Linked DNA regions of Hordeum vulgare: region 2 is linked to region 1. Evidence: chromatin contacts called from public Hi-C data. All regions are on one chromosome and are shown on one strand. Each heading gives the region's core, a stretch centred on a gene start, on an enhancer-like site or on the middle of the called end of the contact. The rest is flanking DNA. Distances are from core to core; before and after follow the strand shown. Region 1 holds the start of LOC123427012 (eukaryotic translation initiation factor 4B1). Region 2 holds the start of LOC123427013 (SWI/SNF complex subunit SWI3A homolog).

The links. A called contact is a pair of places that touch in the nucleus more often than the background predicts.
Region 2: a Hi-C map of seedling shows a contact between it and region 1, with 4 times the contacts expected there. The contact joins the promoter of LOC123427013 here to the promoter of LOC123427012 in region 1. A contact is called at or near these places in 2 of 6 Hi-C or Micro-C datasets (seedling and an unstated tissue).

What each region holds. Positions count from the first base shown.
Region 1 is chr2H:528,367,462-528,372,001 of MorexV3_pseudomolecules_assembly, forward strand. LOC123427012 (eukaryotic translation initiation factor 4B1) reads left to right here and starts at 1,813. Exons shown (of 3, transcript XM_045110941.1): 1 at 1,813-3,224. The coding sequence starts at 2,026.
Region 2 is chr2H:528,606,301-528,610,684 of MorexV3_pseudomolecules_assembly, forward strand. It overlaps LOC123427013 (SWI/SNF complex subunit SWI3A homolog), which reads left to right and starts at 2,737. Exons shown (of 7, transcript XM_045110943.1): 1 at 2,737-3,013; 2 at 3,121-3,647. The coding sequence starts at 2,923.

The DNA of each region.
Region 1 (4,540 bases), core at 563-3,062:
ATGCAGAAAACAACCGCAATAAAATGACACGATAATATGCTACGTTCATAGTTTGGGTCTTGTCCATGACATCATTCTCCTAATGATGTGATCCTGTTATCAAGTGACGACACTTGTCTATGGCTAGGAAACCTTGACCATCTTTGATCAACGAGCTAGTCAACTAGAGGCTCACTAGGGACAGTGTGTTGTCTATGTATCCACATATGTATTTGAGTTTCAATCAATACAATTCTAGCATGGATAATAAACGATTATCATGAACAAGGAAATATAATAATAACTATTTTATTATTGCCTCTAGGGCATATTTCCAACAGAAAGTAATTGATCCAATCTGAGATTTATTATGTGTTATTTCATAGCTATGCATGCTTTCTAATGTATAAGTTTGTTATGGCCAAGTAGATGAGTAGATCTTTAGAGGGAGTGTTGCATACTTGTAGGTTCAATCATGCGGTGTCCTCATTCTGTCTCGGGAGGAGTACCAAGACACGTATTCATATTGTTGCTATTAAGGATAAAATGATGGGGTCTAGACATATTATTTGGTCTTGGTTTGTCTACATCATGTCATCTTGCTTAAAGCATTACCCTGTTTGTTATGAACTTAATATCGTAGATGCATGCTCGATGACGGTTGATTGATGGAGTAACAATAGTAGGCATTAGTAAGTTTAACGGTATACTTATTGCAGACATAATGCCTATGTATTGATGATGCCATGAATAACGACATGATTATTTGTTTTTCTATCAGTTATCCAATGGTAACATGTTAGGGAAGGAACAATGGTGGCATGCATGATACAATTGACTACGCTTGACGTTCTATACCGTACCAGGTTCCACCCACAAAGAAATATATGAAAATGGTTTAGATATCCGTAGAACGTGTGGGTAGTAATGATTTTGAACACCTTGAGAGCATTCACTGTTTTATTCACGTGTTACCTTTTGCTTAGTTGATTAGACAAAACTACCATTATTATTGTTTTCGCTAGCTACCACTGAGTAGAATATTTTCACATAACGCTTTGGTTGTGAACGTAACCATTTGTGTGTCGACATAGTTGTGTGGTTGGTAGTTAAGTGTGCAATCCCTTCATGTGGGATCAATATACTCTACTTATCGTGAATTGTGATAGCTTCGTGCCCTTGCAGGTCCTCACGAGGGAGTGAAATCTTGATGCCCTGCTCTGGCTAGTAGGTTAGGTCAGGATTGTTAAGTCCTCGCATGTTGATGTTTGAACAGATGACTACGCTTTATCATCGAGTATATCTTTCGGGCTTCGATCCTCCTCGAGCTCGTCCATCTGGACGTAATTGATGGAGCACTGGCATAGAATTCCACCATCTCCTCGTGGCAGTGAGGGTAGTGTTTCTTATCGTGTGAAGAGATTTGATGTGGAGTGTTTCAGATTTGTTGAAAGGGTCAATAAAAGCGACAACGGCTCGAGGGCGGTGGTCCTTGGAGCATGTGTATCAAACTTTTCTGACTGTCATCAACAAAGTTAAACCTTCTCCGATAGAAGAGCGATAATAACAACATCGACGGCTCATTCCGGTGGCGATAGTGATCATTCGGTGAACTCGGAATTTCGATGTAAGTTTTATTATGTTTGAGGTACTCAGTACTTCCGTGAATTTTGATATTAAGTTTGAATCTTTTACAAAACTCTGAATCAAGTACTAATATATAGGTATTTTTAAAATGTATACACGGAAATCACGAGATTTCAGATGATATAAGCATGAGACGCCTTTACGTTGTTTATTATTCCCAGCCGTATACAGACAGGAGAGAACAGAGGAAAGCCGAGCTCGATCCGACGGCGGAGCCACGACCGTCCACGAGTGGGTCACGACGGCCTCCCGTTCCGTCAGAATCAAAAGCACAGCCAACCCCCCAGCTCAGACCCACCCAACCCAACAACGCACCCAAACGAATCGCCCCCTCGATTGTTCGCTCCTGAGCACCGACCCAACCCTAGATCTCGCCAGCAGCAGCGCGAAGCCGACGCCATGGCCAAGCCCTGGGGCGGCGTCGGCGCCTGGGCGCTCGACGCTGAGCGCGAGGACGAGGAGCGCGAGCACGCCGCGTCCTTCCCCGCGCCCGACCCGCCCGCCGCCGCGGGCGGCGCCGCCAGCTTCCCCAGCCTCAAGGAGGCCGTCGTCGCCGGCGGCGGCAAGCAGAAGAAGAAGAAGGGCACCACCCTCTCCCTCTCGGAGTTCACCACCTATGGGGCCGCCGGCGCGCCTCGCCGCGCCGCCCCCGCTGAGCCCAAGGGCCTCACCCCGCAGGAGATGATGATGCTCCCCACCGGCCCAAGGGAGCGCTCCGAGGAAGAGCAGGACCGATCCCGCGGGTTCCGCTCCTATGGCGGCGACAGGGAGCGCGGCGGCGGATTCGACGACGAACGCCGGCCCAGCAGGGATTCGGATCTCGATATGCGCTCCCGCGCCGACGAGTCGGACGACTGGGGCAAGAACAAGAGTTTCTCGCCGGCTCCTACCGACTCTGGCCGGCGTGATAGACTCAGTGGCGCGTCTCCGCTCGGCCGCTCAGATGACATAGACAACTGGTCGCGCGACAAGAAGCCACTCCCGTCGCGCTACCCTAGCCTTGGAACCGGCGGTGGTTTCCGTGAATCACCAGGCGGTGGTTTCCGCGAATCATCTGGTGGTGGTTTCCGCGAATCATCTGGTGGTGGTTTCCGAGAATCATCTGGTGGCGGTTTCCGTGACTCACCAGGGCCATCTGACTCTGATCGCTGGGTCCGCGGTGGCGTCTCTGCCCCTACTATGACCAACAATGGTGATAGGCCGCGCCTCAACCTCAATCCACCAAAACGTGATCCCTCAGCGGCTGCTGTGCCAGCTGCTGAGGTCACACGTAGCAGACCAAGCCCCTTCGGAGCTGCAAAGCCCCGTGAGGAGGTGCTGGCTGAGAAGGGCCTTGATTGGAGGAAGATGGAGGGTGACATTGAGAAGAAAACCAGTCGGCCTACTAGCTCGCACTCCAGTAGGCCGAACAGCGCACATTCCTCCCGCCCTGGGAGCCCTGGATCACAGGTCTCTGCAGTTGGGAGTGAGGGAGCACCAAGAGCACGGCCAAAGGTAAATCCATTCGGTGATGCCAAGCCACGGGAAGTGGTGTTGCAGGAGAAAGGAAAAGACTGGAGGAAAATTGACCTTGAGCTGGAGCATCGTTCAATTAATAGGTATGTTATATTTTAGCCCGCCTCTTGATAACATGTAGTGCTTCTTTTCATAATATATAACTGGAAGTGCTGACATAATGAGTAAGAATGTTATAAACTTGCGCAAAAGAAATAATTTTGCTAAGCAACAACTGGCTGGCCTTTGGCATATCTGAGTATGCTTGCTGTAAGTTTGAAACTGACCACTATGACAAAATTTATATGCAATTTTGTCAGAAAATCAATGCTCAATTTCTAATACATTTGTTTTATAAATCCCACAATAACAAATGTGAAGTTACTTCTGGTGATTTTAGGCATCTTTTCATCTTGGATCGTGGATATTATGAAGTTATCTGAATTGACGTAGAGTATTGTATGTTGAAATTTACATCAATGCTATGGCTAAATATAATATTGTTTGTCCTGAATCTAGTGGTAATATGGAAACCTGTTTGCCTAGACGATTGCATTTAAGCTTTTCGATGTTGTCACTTCCTTGTGGATATGAAAGTATGTAAGCAACTGAGCGAGGGTTGCAGGGAATGCCGGTCATATTCTGCAAGTATAGCATGCCTTTTGGCAATAAATTTATGTCATTGTTTTTTGATGCCATGACCCATGGATAGCAAGCCTTGAATGTAGAGTCTTTTATAGGTTACTGAGATTCTAGAGGTATGTCGAATATTTGTTTTAGTCATATTTTTTTTTCATACAAAATGCTGCATTATGTGATTGTGAGAAGAAGGCTCCCGAAATATTCTTGTCTTGCTAATTTGCTAGTATCCTGTGACCCGAGTTATTTTATTTATTTATTTTCATTTTGTAATCTGCATTCTACTTTAGACATAAAATTTGATAACCACATCATACAAGGTTAAGTAAATTTTATAAAGTTTCTAGCTAATTAACTGCTTACTCCGGTCCATAATTTGATGGAGTATATTTTGAATAACAAAAAAATGTTTATTTTGCCCATTTTTTATATGGGCTTTCTATGTCGTCTCAGTACTTAAGTAGTTTTATTATGCACAATCTGGTTAAGTGTTGGCTAATTTTGTTCATGTGCTTCGCTGGTGACAGTTTACAATTACGGCATTTGTTTCTGTCTCCTTTAGGGCCTTTGTGTTAATAATCTGAATGCGAATCATTTTAGCTGGACTTGTTATTGCTTTATTTGCTACTCCCTCCGTAAAGAAATTTAAGAGTGTTAAGATCACTACTTTACAATCACAGCCATGTTAAGAGATATAAGATACTCTTATATTTCTTTACGGAGGGAGTACATTGTAAAGAGTTTAATTGATTCTTATTTTTATCTTAGGACTCGTGATTGC
Region 2 (4,384 bases), core at 1,487-3,986, 240 kb after region 1:
GCTCATGAAGCTTCCGTCACGCTCATTTTTCTATATTTTTCTCGGGATTTTTGGGGCTCTATAAATTGGGGTAAAAGTCCCTGCAAAAAAGACATCGGCAAATAGAAACTGGCACTGGGTGCACTGAGTTAGTAGGTTAGTCCAAATATGTGTAAAAAGGTATGAAAATGTGGCAAAACATATAACAATGTCACCCAAAAGAGCATGGAACAAACAAAAATTATAGATACGTTTGGGACGTATCAACGGGGTAGCAAGGACAGAGGTACATGAGTCATAGGGGTTTCATGTAGCTTATGGTTGCACTCTTCATTGCTCTACTCTGCAGTTTTCCTTTGAGTGGATCTCTCGACAATTCAGAGTGAAATATATAGTCATCATCTAGTATGGGTCTTTCTTTCCCATTTTGGGTCGGGCCTTCTCGGGTCAAATAAAAGGCATAATTAAAATGGTGCTAGTGCCATCGAATGGGCTTGTGTTACGAATTAAGTGCTACCGTTGATGCACTCATTACAAGCCTTTTTCACTCACAATGATTTCTAGACTATAGGAACAAATAAAAGGCATAATTAAAATGGTATGTACAAATGAATGCCACAGGAATAGTATAAGCCCCGGGAGTTAGCACTAAAGTGTTTAAAAAACATAGGAACTATACAAAGAGGTTCGAGGTTGAAACTATCCTCCAAAATGAAGTGCAAATGATTTTTTAGGAAAAGTTTCACGGAATTCGTTTCCTATGGGAATGAAACATCCAATACAAATTTTTAAATTAAAATCCTTCAAAAATTCTATGTGAAGCAAAGAAGCCGTACATAGAGAGAAACAATGAGAAGACAAGTAGCAATGTCACAAATTCATTCTTTATTTTGTCATGACATGCAAAGCCATTCCTAATAGTTGCATTTTCACTTGGAATTGAATTGGACTGGAAATTACAAAGCCAAGATGGAAAGGAAATGGGCTCCAATTTGAATTCTATTGTTTGGTTTTGCATGGAATTTACTGTTGGAATAACAGGGTAGCACCCAATTCCAATTGCTTTTTGGATGTACAAACCATGGAATTCCAAATTCGAGTTCTCCTAGGGACACCACAAAAATTTTGGGGTTGTACACGGGAGGGGATGGCGGCACTCCAACCGTCCTTCCACTACCACCGTCGTTCCCCTCCCAACGACCTATTCCCGCTACAAATCCCCTACAATCTAGGGTTTGAGGGCCTCGTCGGATGAGGTCGTTCCATGGCCAAAGAACACATGGAAGAGGATGAGGGGACAGATGGGAGGGAAGGGACGAATGCGAGCAGGAGAGGAGGGCCGAAGAACTGACAGCCGCCGCCGGTTGCTTGAGGGAAGTCGGGAGTGAGATGGGGTCGCAGCGAGAGGAGCTCATCCAGGAACGAGCGAATAGGTAGGGCGTGCGGGGCATTTCCGAGCCTTTCCGGGCTCGTCCTCTCAGAAACCTTGTGCGAGGGTGGACGTGCGCTGGTGCATCGCTTGGAATTGGGCCAAGTTTTCCAAGCCCAATTCTTGTACCACCCCAAACAACAGGATTTGGCCTGGCAATTCCAGATTGCCAATTCCAAGCAGTTTTTCCTACATCCAAACAGGTGGTTAGGCCTATTAATAGGGATTCCTTGCCTCAAGGACAAAAACGTCTTTAATTTCGTTGTCTTTGCAACCCTTTCTTCTTCATACTGAGCATTGCTTAGATGATTAGTTTTCCTTGTGATAAACCAATCTGCAAGAGTTCAAGTTTTAGAATCGTGAGAGGTGCTCGTATTTTTCTGAATTAATTTAACACTACCTAACGATGATGGTTCATTAGGAGACTATGTTTTCGTTGACTATGGCATGCATTTGGTGATTTCATCAATTTCAAAGGAACGAAAAAACCCAGTCAAGACGACTGGAAGGTCCAAGCAAGCGAAAAAAAGAACCCAAATGGATTTTTGATTCGGAAAGAGTGAAGAAGCATAGTGTGCTTCCCTATAAAAGTGAAAAGAACTTATGTGCTTCTTGTTTTTTTACGTTTTTTGGGGTTTGGAGTTTTCCTTTTTATATTTCCACTTTGTTACGATTCTACTCTTTTTTTGTTTTAACTTTTCTTTTGGATATATTTTGTCCCAACCTAACTGACTAAAATGAAATCCAGTTCTAAAAATCTCGACGCGAAAAATGCAACGATTAAAATGGTTAGTGATTTGAACACATAGTTCAAGAGATAAAATGTCAAAAAAACAATGAATTAAAAGAAGCACAAGACTTTTGGATTACGACAAGTGTCACTTGTCACTACAAAACGAGATGTAAGAGATGTGATCGAACTTTTCAAAGGGTACCATCTTTTTGTCTTTTGAGTCGGAGCAAAGGGTACCATCTAACTAGTGATTTCAAACACAGTTCAAAAACTACTGATCTCGGAATAGGGCTGACCATCTTTTTTTAACTTTTTTAACTTGTATTTTTGTAGCAAAGATACATATTATCTTTCTTTATTTTTTCTCCCCCAACCCCCAACCCCGCAAAAAAAAACATAACCTTTTATTAGGGGTATAAAAAAGCATAATTGTTTTTTTATTTTGAAGGAAACCGAACTGAGGATTTGGACGCTGCACCGTGACGGCCCAAAACTAGTTAACGAAGGCCCCATATCACTAGACCCGACGACCACGAGCCCCACGCGGCAGGCACCCCACGCGCACGCGCACCAACAAAATCTCGCCAAGCACCGCAACACCCCTCGTACTCTCGTCTCGGACAACACCGCACCGTCTCCTTCCTCCCCTCTCCCCCGAAAACGAGACCGCGACACCTTAGCTTAAAAATCCACCCCTTAATTGCAGATCCGACGGCCCAGATCTCTCCTGCCCGCATCGCCCCGTCCAATCCCCCTGCCCCCCTCTTCCCGCCCTCCCCCCATGTCGCCGGCGGCGGCCGGCGCCGCCTCCTCCGGCGAAGCGCCGCCGTCGCGCCCGCCGCGCGAGCTCTACACCATCCCCGCCTCGTCCGGTAAGCGCCCCCTCCCCGACCCTTGCTCCTACTAGGGTTATATGCCCGGGCCGCGTGGGCCGGAAAGCTCGGCCGCCTCACCAATTGCGCGTCCTCCGCCCCCGCAGGTTGGTTCCGCTGGGACGACATCCACGAGACGGAGCGCCAGGCGCTCCCGGACTTCTTCGGCGGCGCCGGCGGCACCGGCTTCGGGACGGCGTCGCGGAACCCCCGGATCTACCGCGAGTACCGCGACTACATCATCAACAAGTACCGGGAGGACCCCGCCCGCCGCCTCACCTTCACCGAGGTCCGCAAGGCGCTCGTCGGCGACGCCACGCTCCTCCGGAAGCTCTTTGGCTTCCTAGACGCCTTCGGCCTAATCAACTTCTCCGCCACCTCGTCCCGCCCCGCGGCGCAGCAGCCTGGGCCTGGCGCCGTCGTAGAGGCGCCCCTGGGCTTGCAGGTGACGCCACGCCCGCCGGCGTCCTACTTCGCGGAGGAGAGACTGGGAGGAGGGACCGGGGACGGCGCCTTCCGCTTGCCTCAGCTCACCTCGTACACCGATGTGTTCGGGGAGTGGGCGCCCGGGAAGGGGCCGATATGTGGCTTCTGCGGCGAGGAGTGCAAGGACGGCAAAGTGGAAACCTTGAAGGTACTACCATTTTTTGTTATTTTGTACTATCACTAGACTGTGTTCTGTGCTCAAGCCATTCTTTGATGACCAAGTGATCTACTGATCTATCTCCACATGCTGAACCGAATTGTTCGCGACATTGATTGCTGACTTGCTATCACACCAAAGCCTTATTGGTCATAGCTCCGACAGAAGGACTCTCATCCAACATCTCAAACACACTGAAATGACTCTCTATGCTCTGCTCCTATACAAGATTGGGACGCTATCGATTGCTTCTTGCTCCTCCAAGGATACAAAGTTCCCTCCCACAAGGACACCCTTGACGTTGATCTCGTATCGTCAAGGCAATTGGACCGATCAGCATCATATATAATTTCGATGTATAGGCAATCATTTTTATTGAACCATGTGCTTCCCGAGACTTCCCGCCAAATATCTCAGTATTCGATGAGATGCTTCCAGATATCCAGTATCCGGATTATGCGGGGAAGGTCAATAAATACTCCCAAGGGCAACAATAACCTACCAAAGCCAGCCAACGATAGTATTTATACTCCACCCTCTCAAACTAGCCGTTGGAAGGCTGAACCGGTGTAGAATTGTAGAGGCTGACTGACTCTGAACCACCGGTACGGCCTGCTTCGAGCCCAACGGGCAGTAAACTAGCAGTCGAAGACCAAACCGGTGCAACTGACACTAGCACACCTGTTCAGCCACTTTAGATGGCATGTTGATCCTGCGAGCAGAGTAGT